Regions from separate parts of the Mus musculus genome. Here region 2 is linked to region 1. Evidence: chromatin contacts called from public capture Hi-C data. All regions are on one chromosome and are shown on one strand. The core of a region is the stretch at or near the end of the contact, and the rest is flanking DNA. Distances in the headings are between cores, read along the strand shown. Region 1 has its middle 21 kb from the start of Gm31775. Region 2 overlaps Zmiz1os1 (a long non-coding RNA gene).

Region 1 (6,712 bases), core at 2,395-4,894:
GAAAGGCCTGACCCTCAGATTCCTTTATGGGTTGGGCAGCAGCAGGTTTGCTCAGCCATGCTCAGATAGTTAGACTCCACTTCGCATCACACTTGGATAGGCATGGCCAGGAGAAGCCCCACCCCCAAATCTATGGTGTGTGCTGGCTTAGCTCCCTTTTGCAGCAACAACACAAGCAAACTCCTTTTTGTTTGTCCTTTATCTTCCCCAGACTCAAAGTTGGGGATTTGTCCCCTCCTCACCACCGGCTATCTCATTTCCTTTTATTACAACCCTCAGAAAAATGGCGAGTAATTGCTTGATGGAGTTAGAAAGATTGCATTTTGTTTTGCAACTATCAGCTTAAATATAATGTTTAAGAGATTATGAATGGGTGATTAGCTATTTTTTCCATTACTTCTCTCAGAAGCAAACCCACAAAGATTGTGATAGGCACAGCAAAAAATGGAGGCCTCACTCCAGGAAGCTGGGGAGAGCTTAGGCATTCCTACCTGAGGAGGGTGGTCCTGTGGGGAGGGCCAGAAGAAAGATGGAGGTTGCTAAAGACACCGTCAGTGTCCTGTGTGATGCTCCTGCCTTGCCCCTCCCACCCCACCCTGATGGGGAACAGTAGTTGTGAAAACTGAAGGCACATTCTGTACTTACTGCCTACCCTGAGTCAGTTTGTTTTGGGTGGAAACAGCCTCTGATGGGGCTCTATTGGGCCATTTCAGGGGACGTTTATCATTTAAAAGGAACGATTTTAATACCTACATTTGCTGTGGAGTATGAGCCATAAATGTGATTTAGGCTTCTTTTTATAACAGACTCTACAGGCGATCACACAAGCTCCAGAAGTCTTCCTGCAAGTGGGGGCTAGAAAGTGAGCAACTTCTACAAAAGCCTGCCCGCCTCTTTCCCCTCCTTCTCTTCCTCCCTCCCTCCCTCTGTCCCTTCCTTCCTTCCTCCCTTTCCTCCCTCCCTCCCTCCTTTCCTCTCTTCTTTTGGTGCAATCCCTCGATCCCTCCTCCTCCCTCCCCTCCCTCCATCCCTTCCTCCCTTCTCTTCTTCCCTTCTTTTTTCTTTTTCTTTTTTCCCCCCCAGTACTGGGGATTGAGATAAAATGGTATTCACACAGGTGCTCTACTGCTGAGCTATTCAGGCATAGTCCTTTCTTGAACTTTTTCCTTTGAGACCTTCTATGAATTCCTCAGGCTAGCCTTGAGCTTGTAACCTCCTGCCTCAGTCTCTTGAGGATCTGTTATTCAGGTCTGAGGCAATAAGCCCAGCTGGAAGTTTTTCTTTTTACTCTTTCCAGAAGTTAATTGAGTTAACTGAGGCAATGGACTGAGCTGTGAATCTTCCCCGAAGGGAGTCTGAATTCCCTGCCCTCTGGGAATGTCAAGAAAGGTTGGTCTCCAGGCAGCGAGGCCATTGGACTGCCAGGCTGTCACCCTGTAGAGGTGCAGGGGTGTTCAGGGGTGTCTGTCTCTCCAGGCTCTCTCTGGCTCAGCTGCTCCATCTGCAGTAACAGCTGGGGTGGTGATGGTAACAGGTCTGCATCAGCTCTGCTCAGAGTCAGGAGACCAAACGCTTGCTAGACACTACCCGACCGTGACTCTGTCTGGGCTCTGAAGTTGTAACAGGGAAAGGACAGGCCATGTCATAGGTCATGATACACACATGTTAGAAACAGGTCCAGGACAGACAGAGATGCTCCGAGTTCACAGACCCCCTAATCCTGTTGGCTTCTAGAAGATCTTGAGAGCTAGAGAGCCACCCATCACATGCTTAGGTTTTATGCTAGTCAATGACCAATTAGCAGGCTCAGTCCTGACTACTAGACTTCAATTAAATGTTGAAACACTCATATGTGCATCCTGAGATGGTGAGGGGGAGGGGAAGGGAGCCAGTTGAAGACAAGACTATCCCAGTGGGCATCCACTAGTGTTGGAGGACCCTGTGTCTCTAAAGTGTGTGAGTTGGGTAAAGGCACAGCTTTGTCTAAAAATGATCTCTCTGGAGAGACAGAGACCGAGAAACACTTCCAGACAATAAAGGGCTGACCATAGATACTGGAGCAGGCATCTGCATGTGGGCAGAAACTCTCCACCATGATCCCATTTGCTACAGAGGCTGTTCTTACATTGGCAAGGGGCCCTTGTGGTGTGGTTCCAACCTTCTAGGTCCCTTCTGTTTTTGCCTACAGCTGATCTTCTGGTGGCCTCACAGCTCAGCAAGGCTGGTAAAGTTGGAAAGAAGGCAGAATCCTTCTGTAGGAACCTGCAACTTCCTGCTGAGAGATGACCCCATGGGGTGGGGTGGAGTGGGGGTTGGGATTAATTTTTGGTAAAAGAAGTGTCAGCTGAACACACAGTTTTCAAATTGTTGACTATGGTATTAAGTAACAGGCAGACTCTTGTCCAATGGATGTTATTAAAATTAACTGTTTTAGCACTACATTTAGAATCAAAACCAATCTGTCGCTCCTAAATTGGTTTCTTTCAGCTGCTATTTGCGGGTAAAACGAACAGTTTTAACAATTACCTCTCCAGTGCAAATCATAAACCTGATTTACAGGAAAACACTTAATCTACTGCCCTTGACTGTACCCAGAGCTGCCAATTAGATGGTGGTAAATTTCTCTGAGTGTCAATTTGCTTCCCAGACAGCAGCTCAGACCCAGGGTCTCCATCACCTGTGGGTCCAGAGACCAGGGCTTTGGCTGGGATGTTCCTTTGGAAAAGGTGGGCATTCCATAGCAAACGACTGTCCATCTGGAGTTGGGTTGCTGGGGAGTCCTCTGCTCTAGGCTATTAATTTGAATTGTAAAAACACAAGTGGAATACTAGTATTAACCCACTCAGAGCTAGTTGTTAGAGTGAGAGACTCAGAATGCTTGGATAGGAAGACCCTGAAGATCATGACTTCATGCATCAAACATTGCTTAAGCAGCTATCTCTCCATCCTCTGACAAGATGGGGCCAACCCATGGTTCCTCAGTGAACTCACTAAAAGGAAAGATAGGGGCAAGACAATGTCATTCATGGTTTGATAACTCTGCCTTCATACTCTTTGTGTGTGGTGTGTGTGTGTGTGTGGGGGGGTGAGGGTTGTGTGATACCTTCTTGTGTGCAGTGCACTTGGAGGTTAAAGTCGGGTGTCCTCAATCGTTCTACACCTTAATGTTTCAACTGAGTCCCTTGCTGAACCTAGAGCCTAGCCAGGGTGGCCATGAAGCTCCTGGAATCATGTCTCCTCCCAGTACAGTGATTACAGGTGTGTTCTACTGCACCCAGCATTTTAAGTGGGTTTTGGGGACTTGAACCCAGGTCCTTGTGTTTGCACTTTACCCACTGATATGTCCGAGAGGCGATGATGGTGCTCAGAGCACTGGGGTGGGAAGTTAACAGAGAGAGACTTTACAGGAGTCCTTGTTCTAGTGGGGCCTTGAGGACTACATAGGAGTTTTGCAGGTAGAGAAGGAGAGTAAAGGGTCGCTCGGCAACCAACTTGCAAACTCTAGTCATCAGGGAATTTTAAGCAAGGTGATCCATGACACCAGAAGGTCTCTTTTGAAAAGTTTTGAGTTGGGCTAGCTAATGTACTGCTGAAAACCCTTTCTAAGCTAAGAAAACAAAAGGCCATAGCACTGAGGTGCCTGGTGCCAGTTGGCAGGGACTGTAAATGCCAGGAAGTTCTGAGTTGTAGATTAGAGGACGGTCCCTGGGTATTGTGAGAAGTCAGAAAGCATATGCAAACCATATGCAAATGAGATGCAAGCCAGCACCTGCTGTGGGCTTTGTGTACTCAGGCACTCGGTGCCTCAGGGAGGTAAGCTGGCCGGTCTTTAGAGCTCTGACTAGATGTACCAGACATTAGGTTCTGTGTGAGAAAGAAAAGTGCATCAAGACTTCTCTGGGAGAGAAAAAAGTCCCAGGTTGTAAACTCCAGAAGGGAGGGATGAAGCCCAAGGAGTTGCAGAAGCTTGGAGGCCTCGCTGGCTGAGTGTGTCCCGGTGACAGTCAGGATGCTTATGCCTCTGCCCAGATCTGAGCAGTCTCTGGCTGAAAGGATTCCCCAGAACTAAGGCTGAGTATACAGGGGGTTGTGCTTTCCTTGATCTGCCGTCTTCTGGATCAGCCTCCCTCTGTGAGTCAGAGCTGGTTTGACCCAGTGTTGGTGGTGTATTATCCTGGACCCCTCTCAGGGGACTCAGTGGTTACCTTTGGCCCTGCCTACCTTGAAGATGTACCCAGCAGTTGTGGACTGAGGCTCACTGGACTCCTGCGAGTAGAAAGCAAACACGGGGCACAGGAGAAAGGCAGTTTTACACTCAGATCTCTCTCTACTTAGGACTTGCATCAAGAAGCAAGAGGCCATGGTGGGGAGATAGCTCAGTGACTAAAGTGCTTGCTGCATAAGCATGAGGACCCAAGTTCAAATCCCCAGCACATATGGAACAAGATGGGCGCGTAGCATGTGCCTGTAATCTCAGGACTAGGAGCTGAGACAGAAGGTCCTGGGGACTCTGCTCAGTCAGTTTAGCTGAAGCAGCAAGCTTCTGAATTGTGAAAGGAAGTTATACAAAACTGACTTCTAGTCCCCGGCACACACATGCTCATGAGTGTGTGCAGCATACGACAGCCCCCGTCCAGTGACACAGAAGGATGAGGACCCTCCCCTAGGGGACAAGCATGGCTGCCTTCAGGTAGTTTCCAAAATTACTGCCTAGTTGGCTGTATGGTCTTGGACAGATTTCCTCTTTGGCAATAAATCTGTGCCTGAGAAGTTGACCAGATGTTCAAAGGGGATCTTCTCCCGTTGAGGAGAGCGTCTGATCTAGTTGGTAGGCATTTGCATACCTGCTAAGACCTGCATGGCTTTGGACTTGACCTGACTGCGGCAGGGAATGACCTGACAGGGAATGGAGATATGGCACATATAGGTCACCTAAAGCTGGGATTAGGTGGGCTATGCACTCTGATGGAGACACACCAGCAGCCCTGAAGCTCATCACATTTATGGTATTCAACACAAACAGGCTGGGTAGTAGGGGTGGGGGTGTCTCTGTTCTACTCTGAGGCTGAGGTCATCTTGAATATATTGGCATCTTTGACATGACTGTGCTCATGACAACAGTACACATTCATTCAGGACTTCATCATCTCCGCCCCCCCCCCACCTGCCCCTTCCCTAGACTAGAGAGAAAGAGAGAGAGAGACAGAGACAGAGAGAGACAGAGAGAGAGAGAGAAAGAGAGAGAGAGAGAGAGAGAGAGAGAGAGAGAGAGAGAGAGAGAGAGAGAATCTGAAGGGACAGGAGCTTAAAAACAATCAGTTTGGAGGGCTGAAATAGGAGATTCCAGGCCCAGGCTGGCACGATGGCCCCAGGTCTCTGTACAGAGTAGCTCAAGAAGGGAGGATAGACAGGGCTGGCCAGGCTTGCACCATATATTGGTTTGTGGAACAGTGGGAAGGGGCCTCTGCATGTCTACTACACCCCTGAATTCCACCTTGGTCTCTGCATCTTCTCCAGGCAGCAGACTGCAGGCAGCAAGAGCAGGCAGCAGGCAGTAGTCCTGGCTCTCCTCAGACCCTCTTCCTGCTGGCTTCTATGGTATTTGTCTCTGTGCATGTGGGTGTCTCTCTTAGTCTTTCTCCTCTTTTCAGTCTCTCTTCACACCAGATCTCAACCCCAGCTATTTACTGTCTGGGTCTGGAAACTGATTTCCCCACCTTTTCTTTGCTATCTCCTCACCTTCTTCATTCAGATCCTAGGTTTTGGGTCCTTTGGGGGAAATTAAGGGAGAGTCTCAGTCCACTTAGGATAGAAGGGCAGAAGAGGAGGGGGATCAGGAAAAGCCAGCCTTCAGCAGGTGGCACTGTTGGGTGACTTTTGCTTTTAACACTGAGGGAAAAATAAAAAGACCAAAGCCACACTAGAATCTACTGGCATTTGAGGATTTTGTTTTGTTTTGTTTTAAATAAAAATCATGACTCTTCTTTCCCCCGCATCATTAAACAAGGTGCAATGTTTGTGTGTGTGATGTGTGCGCTAAGGACAAATGAGTTGTGGGTGCCTGATCTGTGTGGGACTCTGTGGGGCTGGAGTGAGTAGGAGTGTGTGCGTGTGTATTGAGAGAGGGCTCTTGCCAAGTTCATGGGTGACTATGTCTATGTTCCAGCGTGATGTAGGTGGGTGCACGGACTTGGAAGGCTTGTGTGAAGCCACGGCACCAGGATTTTGTATAGAGAGAGCACCCCTGAAAGATGCTCATTCCTTGTTACCATTACTGTGTGTGTTGTGTGGGAGTGGGGTGGGGGCTGGCGAATCCTTTTCTTATGCTGTCACTGTTAATGCCACCTCTAGCAGGCCAGGCTTCTTCCTCGGCACAAGAGCAAGCTTCAATATACAGGTCCCCAAACCTTGGTATCATGATGTTCCTTGGCTTTACTTAAATCCTTGGCAACCTCTGCATCTGCTCTTAGGCTTCTCCTGGAGCAAGCTCCCTACAGTGATGCTCTACCGGTGGCAGCAATGGCTCTTGGTCAGGCTTGCCCCCCACCCCCTGCCGATCATTAGAGCTGTGACTGGAAGGTAAGTACGGGGCTCCACACAGTAAAACCCATGGCTCTTCTAGCTCCTTGGTTGCCATGGTCAATTCTAGGATTGCTATAGGGTAAGGGAGGCCCAGAGAAGGTGTTGAGAGGCCATGAGGTCACACAGGAAG
Region 2 (6,712 bases), core at 2,546-5,045, 750 kb after region 1:
TCAATGGGAAAGAGATGTCGCTAGAGAGCCATGCCCCCTGAAGCATTACACGCCGATAAGTCAGACACAGAGACGTACCATCCAGGAGGCTAAGATGGTGACTTGCTGAGGGTGCTTACTACACAAGCAAGAGGGCCTAAGTCTGGTTTTCCAGCACTCACATAAAAATGAGCCCGGCTGTGCACATCTGAGACCTCAGTGCTAAAAGTGACAGGGCTTGAGTAGAGACAGATGGACAGACAGACAGCCTAGCAGAGAAAGAGCAAGCTCAGAAACAGACTCCTCAGAAAATGAAGTGGAAAGAGAAGTTGTAGAAGACATATCATACTGACCTCCGGTTTCCATATGCACACACACACATGCATATTCACTGGAACATACATGTGCACAGCCACACACATAAACATATGTGCACGCAAAAAAAAGTCATAATGTTTTAAGTACATTAATGATTTTGTATTGGGCCGCATTCCTAACTGTCATGGGATACATTGGCCTGAGGGAGTGATTCCCAGCCTTCCTGATGCTGTGACCTTTTAATGAAGTTGCTCATGCTGTGGTGACCCCCATTAAAATTATTTTCATTGCTACTTCATATCTGTAAGTTGCTTACCTTATGGATTGTAATGTAAACATTTTTAGAGATAGAAGTGTGACAAAGAGGTCACAACCTACAGGCTGAGAACCATGGCCTAAGGCCAGACCTGGGTGCTTAGTAAGGGCTTGCTTACACCCCACCCCAGGGACACTAATCAGAAACAGACAAGGGTGACCAACATCTTTCCAAGTTATTTGGATGCTCTTCAACACTGGAGTCCCAATACTCAAAGTTCACCCCAACCTGAGTTAGCAAACGCACTGTGCAGGACCATGGCCAGCGGTCCTAAAAGCCACCACTAGGCCTCTGTCCCCTCCACACAGCTCTCAGCATAAAAATCACTAATGAGGGAGAAGAGGCTGGAGAGATGGTTAAGAGCACTGGCTGCTCTTCCAGAGGTCCTGAGTTCAATTCCCAGCAACCACATGGTGGCTCACAACCATCTGTAATGGGATCTGATGCCCACTATTGGCATGCAGGTATACATGCAAATACAGCAGTCATAAACATAAAATAAATAAATCTGAGAAGGAGGAGGAGGAGGAAGAAGAGGAAGAGGAAGTAGATAACACCAGTGGGGATGTTTCCAAGTTCATTTCCATTTCCCCACAGGAAACTTTCACCAGAATGAATCAAAAGTTGAACCAGCAATTTCCCCCGCCCCCCATGAGTTCACACACACACACACACACACACACACACACATACTCGTGTGAGAAGCATCGTGTCCAAGCAGTAAGACAGCCTGGCTGTCTTGCTTTGGCCCCTCACCTGTCAGGCTCGGCTCTACCCCACCCAGGCACAGCCTGCCAAGGCAGTGAGTAGTGATAGGTGGCTATTGTCTCTGTGTCTTCTTTGGCAGACAGAGCTCTGACACTGGAGCCTGACAGCCTCTGAGACCTTTGTCTCCCAGGCATGGCCAGTGGCCATAATTGATATGGATGTCAGGGCTGCCGTCCTTGCCCAAGCTGGCAATTAGCGCTTGTGTTGGTGGCTGCCAGGGATTCCTGATGCTGCAGAGCAAAGACTTGTCAGGTTTGTGGCCACGCGGCTCATTATATCGGGGACATGGGCTCCCTGCCCCCACCTTCTCTGATCTCTCTGAAGCAGAGAGGGTAGCTGAGCCACCTTGTCACTTCCATCCTTTGTTCAAGAAGGTAGAGTGGAGCTGATGGTGACAGTCCATCTCCATCTATAGGTCCTGGGTCCTACACAGAGTGACCAGTGGGAAGGCTGTGAGAGAACTCAGGGTTACCAGACAACTACAGCAGTGAGGGGCATATGCCTTCAGGAGTCGGGCAGGCACAGCCCATACAGTAACATGGCTGGGCTGGATGGCACTCATGCTCAAGTCCCTTGTCAAAAAGGTGAGCAGCGGGCCAGATCCAAATTCTCTAAACTGTGGGTCACATCCACTAGTAGCACAGATAGATAATTTAGTGGACCAAGGCATCATTTTAAAGACCAAGAACAGGAGCTGGAAAGACAGTGCAGTGGTTAAAAGCATTTATTACGCTAACAGAGGACAGACATTGGGTTCCCAGCACCCACATGGTGGCCCACAACCATTTGTAGCTCCAGTTCCTGGGGATCCAAAACTCTTCTGACCGCCAAAGGCTCCTACTTGAATGTCACACACACACACACACACACACACACACACACACACACACACACACACACACATAATTACATATTTAAAAATAAATAAAAATGGCTCAGTGGATAAAAGCTAACCATGCAAACATAAGGACTAGAGTTTGCATCCCCCAAACCCACATAATAGCCAAGCAAGCATGGTAGCCATCTGTAATCCTGCCACTCAGGAGGCAGAGATCGGGCAGGGGGTTCCTCAGGACAAGGCTAACTAGACCAGTTGGAACTGAAGAACTTTGGATTAAGTGAGAGACCCAGTGCCAATATATAAAGTAGGGAACAATCAAGGAAGCCCATAAATGCTAACGTCAGTCCTCATGTGCATGTGCACAGAAACATACACACATTCAAGCATGCACATGCGCACATCACTATACAGAGAGAGAGACAGAGACAGAGACACAGAGAGAGACTAGAGTAGAATAAAAGCTAGAAGATTAAAATAGAGTAGACTCACATGCATTTCCTGAACTGAAGACAAGTGCAGTCTCCTTAAATTTTGTTCAATTATGCACGCATAACATATAAATGAGTGTTGTACAACACAAAAGGTTTCTCGGGTTGTAGGTTCACAACCCACAAGTGACAAGGATGGGGCTGGCTACTCCAACCATTCCAGGGATCTCGGTTAAAGAGGACTCTAGAGGAAGTTAAAGTAGAGGAAGGCTCAGGTGTCTTCAGGAAATTTCCAGATTTGTTGCAGTAAGAGGTAAGCAAAGCAGTCGCTTAGGGCCAAGGGTTCCCACCTGCCCTTCCTGGCCCAGTCCTTTAAGCATCTGTGAACTGGGTTGTCTGGGCAGGAAATGAGGTGCCTCTGCTGGCATCTTGGGTGCAGGCCTCCTTGCTCCCTGCTTGAGAGCCAAGCCACACTAAATGAGGGATGCTGGGATACAAGGACTCTGCTAGTTCTGTGTACATGCGAAGGAATAGACATCAGTGTAGGATATTGCACAGAAGCACACAGCAGATCCCATCACAATCATGTAACACCTACATCTAACCCAACAACAACAACAGCAACAGCAATCTATCCTGGTGTGTCAAGAACTGCAGAATCCCTTAACTTCCAGGGACCATTCACAGAAAACACCATTCACTGACCCCTGCCTCGCACGTGACAGTTTACACTGCACTTTCCTGTACATCTTATACACTCATCGCTGTAGGGTCCTCCTCCCAGCTCCCAAGTCACAGTTGAGAAAACAGAAGCCCAGAGATGCCCAGCAGCCTGCTCAGGGACGTGCAGCTAACAAGAAGATTAGCTAAGAGGCCACTCAGCCTGCCTGAGCTCAGCCCCACCCACCTCCGCCCTATTTATTAAACCACGCCTCCCTGAACAGTTTGGGATCTGACAAGCGTAGTCATTTTGGAAAAAAATCCCCTGCCAAGCCAAGTCAAATTTGACAGAGTTCAATAAGGGCTTTATATTCTCTCTTTGCTATTAAATCATACTTTCTTTTAAAAAGCTTGAAGCTACACAATTCACTACTGAAGCAGCCTGTTCCAGACGCTGGTAAGGTCAAGACTGGTTTCCACCCTCAAAGTGTGCCTGGCCCCACCCCCGCCCCGCCCCCTGCTACCCCAGTGAGGCTGTATGGGCCCTGAAGACAATTATCTGCCCTGAAAGCCGGCCCCTCTCCAGACAAAGGCACTCCCCCACTCACATTTATCAGTTTTATTCCCTTAATGATTCAAACTTGTGCTGCGATGTGCAGCTCAGAACGGAGGGTTTCATGGATTTAACAGTTTTATTAATTTAGGAGGTTTCCACTGAGCGCCAGAATGGCTCAGTGTGACAAAGAAGGTATCATAAATGAATTGATTTGTCACGTATCAGAATGTGATCCAGCAGAGATTTCATTATTGGAGTTATTTTCCTCCAATTATCTGCAAACTTAAAATGCTAAAGAGCACCCCCCTCCACCCCCACCCCCAGCAGCAGCCGGCCTGGATCATTTGAGCAGGAAATAAATGGAAATCAATGGCCCAAATTTGCTGCCACATGCAAAGGCCGCCCAGCCTCCCTCCTCCCTCTGTGTAGCCACTTGGGGAAAACAAAGCCAGGGCACAGAGGCCACAAAGGCCACCTGCAGCCTTGAGGCATGCTGTGCCTGTGGGACTGAGTCTTATCCCAGGGCCCTGGCCCCAGATGACCAAAGAACAGCGCTAGGCAGCAGCCTGCCTGGCAACACCAGCAACCGAGCACAGGGTGGGGGCTGGGGGTGACTATGGAATGAATGAGTGCTGAGCAGGGAGCCTGGATCATCCCAGACACTCAGAAACTGTCACACCACATCAAATGTGGGTTCGCTTGCACTCCCAGGCCACCAGATGCTGTTAGCCTCGGCCTGGGGATCCCCACTCACCCCAGCCCTCTCCTCTACTGTCCAGTCTTTCACTGCAGGCTGGTCCCTCCTCCCCTTGGGTCCCTGCTTCCTCTCTGGCCCAGGTTCCAAGCCAGCCTTTCCTATTCCTGCCCACTGAATCTCCTATCTACCCCACACAGCCCCTCCTCCCGTGCCTCAGTTTCCTTATCACCAAGAGGATCATGGGAACAAACTCTAGCTCCCTGCTCAGGGCATTTGTATACAACACACCAGTCCTTCTTTGCCACTAAATTTGAGGTTGTGCCAGGCACCCATGAAGATCATGGAGAAAGGTGGAAACCACTTGCCTTCAGGGAGCAAGCCCCCTTTCATAAACACACAGAGATGAACCTGGGACTCAAAGCCTGACATTCGGCCTAAAGAATAGGACTCCAGGTTGACAGGGCTAGCTAGCTGCAAGGGAGAGACACCTAGCCAGCACCTCTAACATGAGAATTTTTTCACCTACCCCTTTGGAAAAGACACTAAGCCTGTTATAACCAGCTCAGTGTCCAGGGGAGGACAGCAAGAGCCACTTACTGTGTGTGACACCTTTTCTAGGTGCTAGAACAGCTTGGGCCCTTCTCATTTCTTCCTGAGGATATTTTTTTGCAAATGGAAGGGAGAAAGGTCCCAAAATAAGAAATGAGCTGTGTAAGGTCACACTGCCCAACCTAGCCCAGGTCCATGTGACCGGAGAACACTTGCAAAGATGTCGTCCCCCTGCCATCCCCAACTGCACTGGCTTCCATCCCGGTTAGTGGCAACTGTCATCTATCTGGTAGAGAATTCAAAGGCTGAAATCAAGGCCAAGAGGAAACAGAGCAGCGCCAGTCCCCAGGTGAGGGGCAGGTAGGGACAGGTAGGCCAGATCCCACTTGGTCCCTTGTTCCTGGAGTATCTTCATCTGTCCCGAGAGCAGAGGCAGAAAGCACATGGAAGACTGGAAAGCTCCCTGCCTAAGATGCTGTGTGTGTGTATGTGTGTGTGTGTGTGGGGGGGGTGTTGGGGAGGCAAGGACAGGCCTTGGGTCACACATGTTGTGCATTCAGGAAGCACACTTGGGCCTCTTTCTGTCCTCAAGTGGGGCTCTGCATTTAGACCCTTCCAAGTTACTCACACCCCTAGAGGGCAGAGGCAGTGCCCACCCATGTTTGTCAGCAAACACACTGGCAAGGCTGAGCATACTCAGCTGCCCTACACTGTACCTTCCCTCACAGGAGCCTCTCAAAGAACCAGGGGCTGGGTTCCGGTGATGAGGAGAACCCCGCTCTACAGCAAACCATAACCCCCCCCCCTCCCAGCTCGACAGATAAGCTCCTTGCACACAGATGTTAGTTATACTCTGACACAGCCATGTGTACACACTGGCCAGGTCCTGTGTTCACACAGATCAGGTCTCTCCTCCTCCCCATCTCCTTCTCTCTGCTTGCCTTTCCAGCTCCAGAAAGCCCAAGAGCTCCTAAGGTCATGGGCAGTGCTGACAGATGACAGGCAGCCACAGAAAGCCAGGGGGAAATGAACAGGTCCCAAGTTTAGCAAGATGGCTCCCTTCTGCCTCTAGGACTTCATCACCTCCCTGACCTCCAACAGCCAGTAAAGGTGTTTAATTCGTGTCCTACTAAAAATAGCTTCCTAATGGAGTCCAAGGCTCTCTCTGAACATTAGTGCGGTGACAAGGGACGTTGGTCTCCATTAGCCGATCCCTGGGCATAGAAATTCTCATTTTTCCAGGGTGGGCTAATGTTTCTGAGAGTCCCACTTCAGTAGGGACAAGGGACATACTGAAGACACTAGAACTTGTCACTAGGCCACCACAGACAAACAACTGCCAACCAGTAGCTCAGGACAAAGACTTGGCCCCACAAGCCCCAGGGGAATGTGTGAGTCTCTTGCTTGAGATTTCATCTGAACCAGCTAGCCTGTCTTGCACTGGCCCAGAGCTGGCTGCTGTGTACACAAGGGAAGTCTTTGAAGTCTCCTTTGACATATTCTCATCTCTCCCTAAACCAAGGGTCATACAGGGTACTGAGGCAGACACAAAGAATAATGCCCAACCCTCAGGCCTGCCAGCCGGGTCAAGGGCTAGACA

The links. Capture Hi-C pulls out chosen DNA fragments and counts their contacts.
Region 2: a capture Hi-C map of embryonic tail shows a contact between it and region 1, with 4 times the contacts expected there. The contact joins two enhancer-like sites. A contact is called at or near these places in 2 of 115 datasets of contacts at active chromatin or transcription factors (embryonic basal ganglia and embryonic midbrain) and 2 of 9 other capture datasets (embryonic tail and embryonic trunk).

The regions. Positions count from the first base shown.
Region 1 is chr14:24,640,572-24,647,283 of GRCm38.p6, forward strand. No RefSeq gene overlaps it. Among named protein-coding and RNA genes, the nearest start is that of Gm31775, 21 kb to the right of the region's middle. Within about 2 kb of position 3,645, at least 25 of the 459 cell types and tissues checked have an H3K27ac peak or open chromatin away from gene starts, as enhancers often do.
Region 2 is chr14:25,393,571-25,400,282 of GRCm38.p6, forward strand. All of the region lies in intron 1 of Zmiz1os1 (a long non-coding RNA gene), which reads right to left. Among named protein-coding and RNA genes, the nearest start is that of Gm32645, 4.8 kb to the right of the region's middle. Within about 2 kb of position 3,796, at least 118 of the 459 cell types and tissues checked have an H3K27ac peak or open chromatin away from gene starts, as enhancers often do.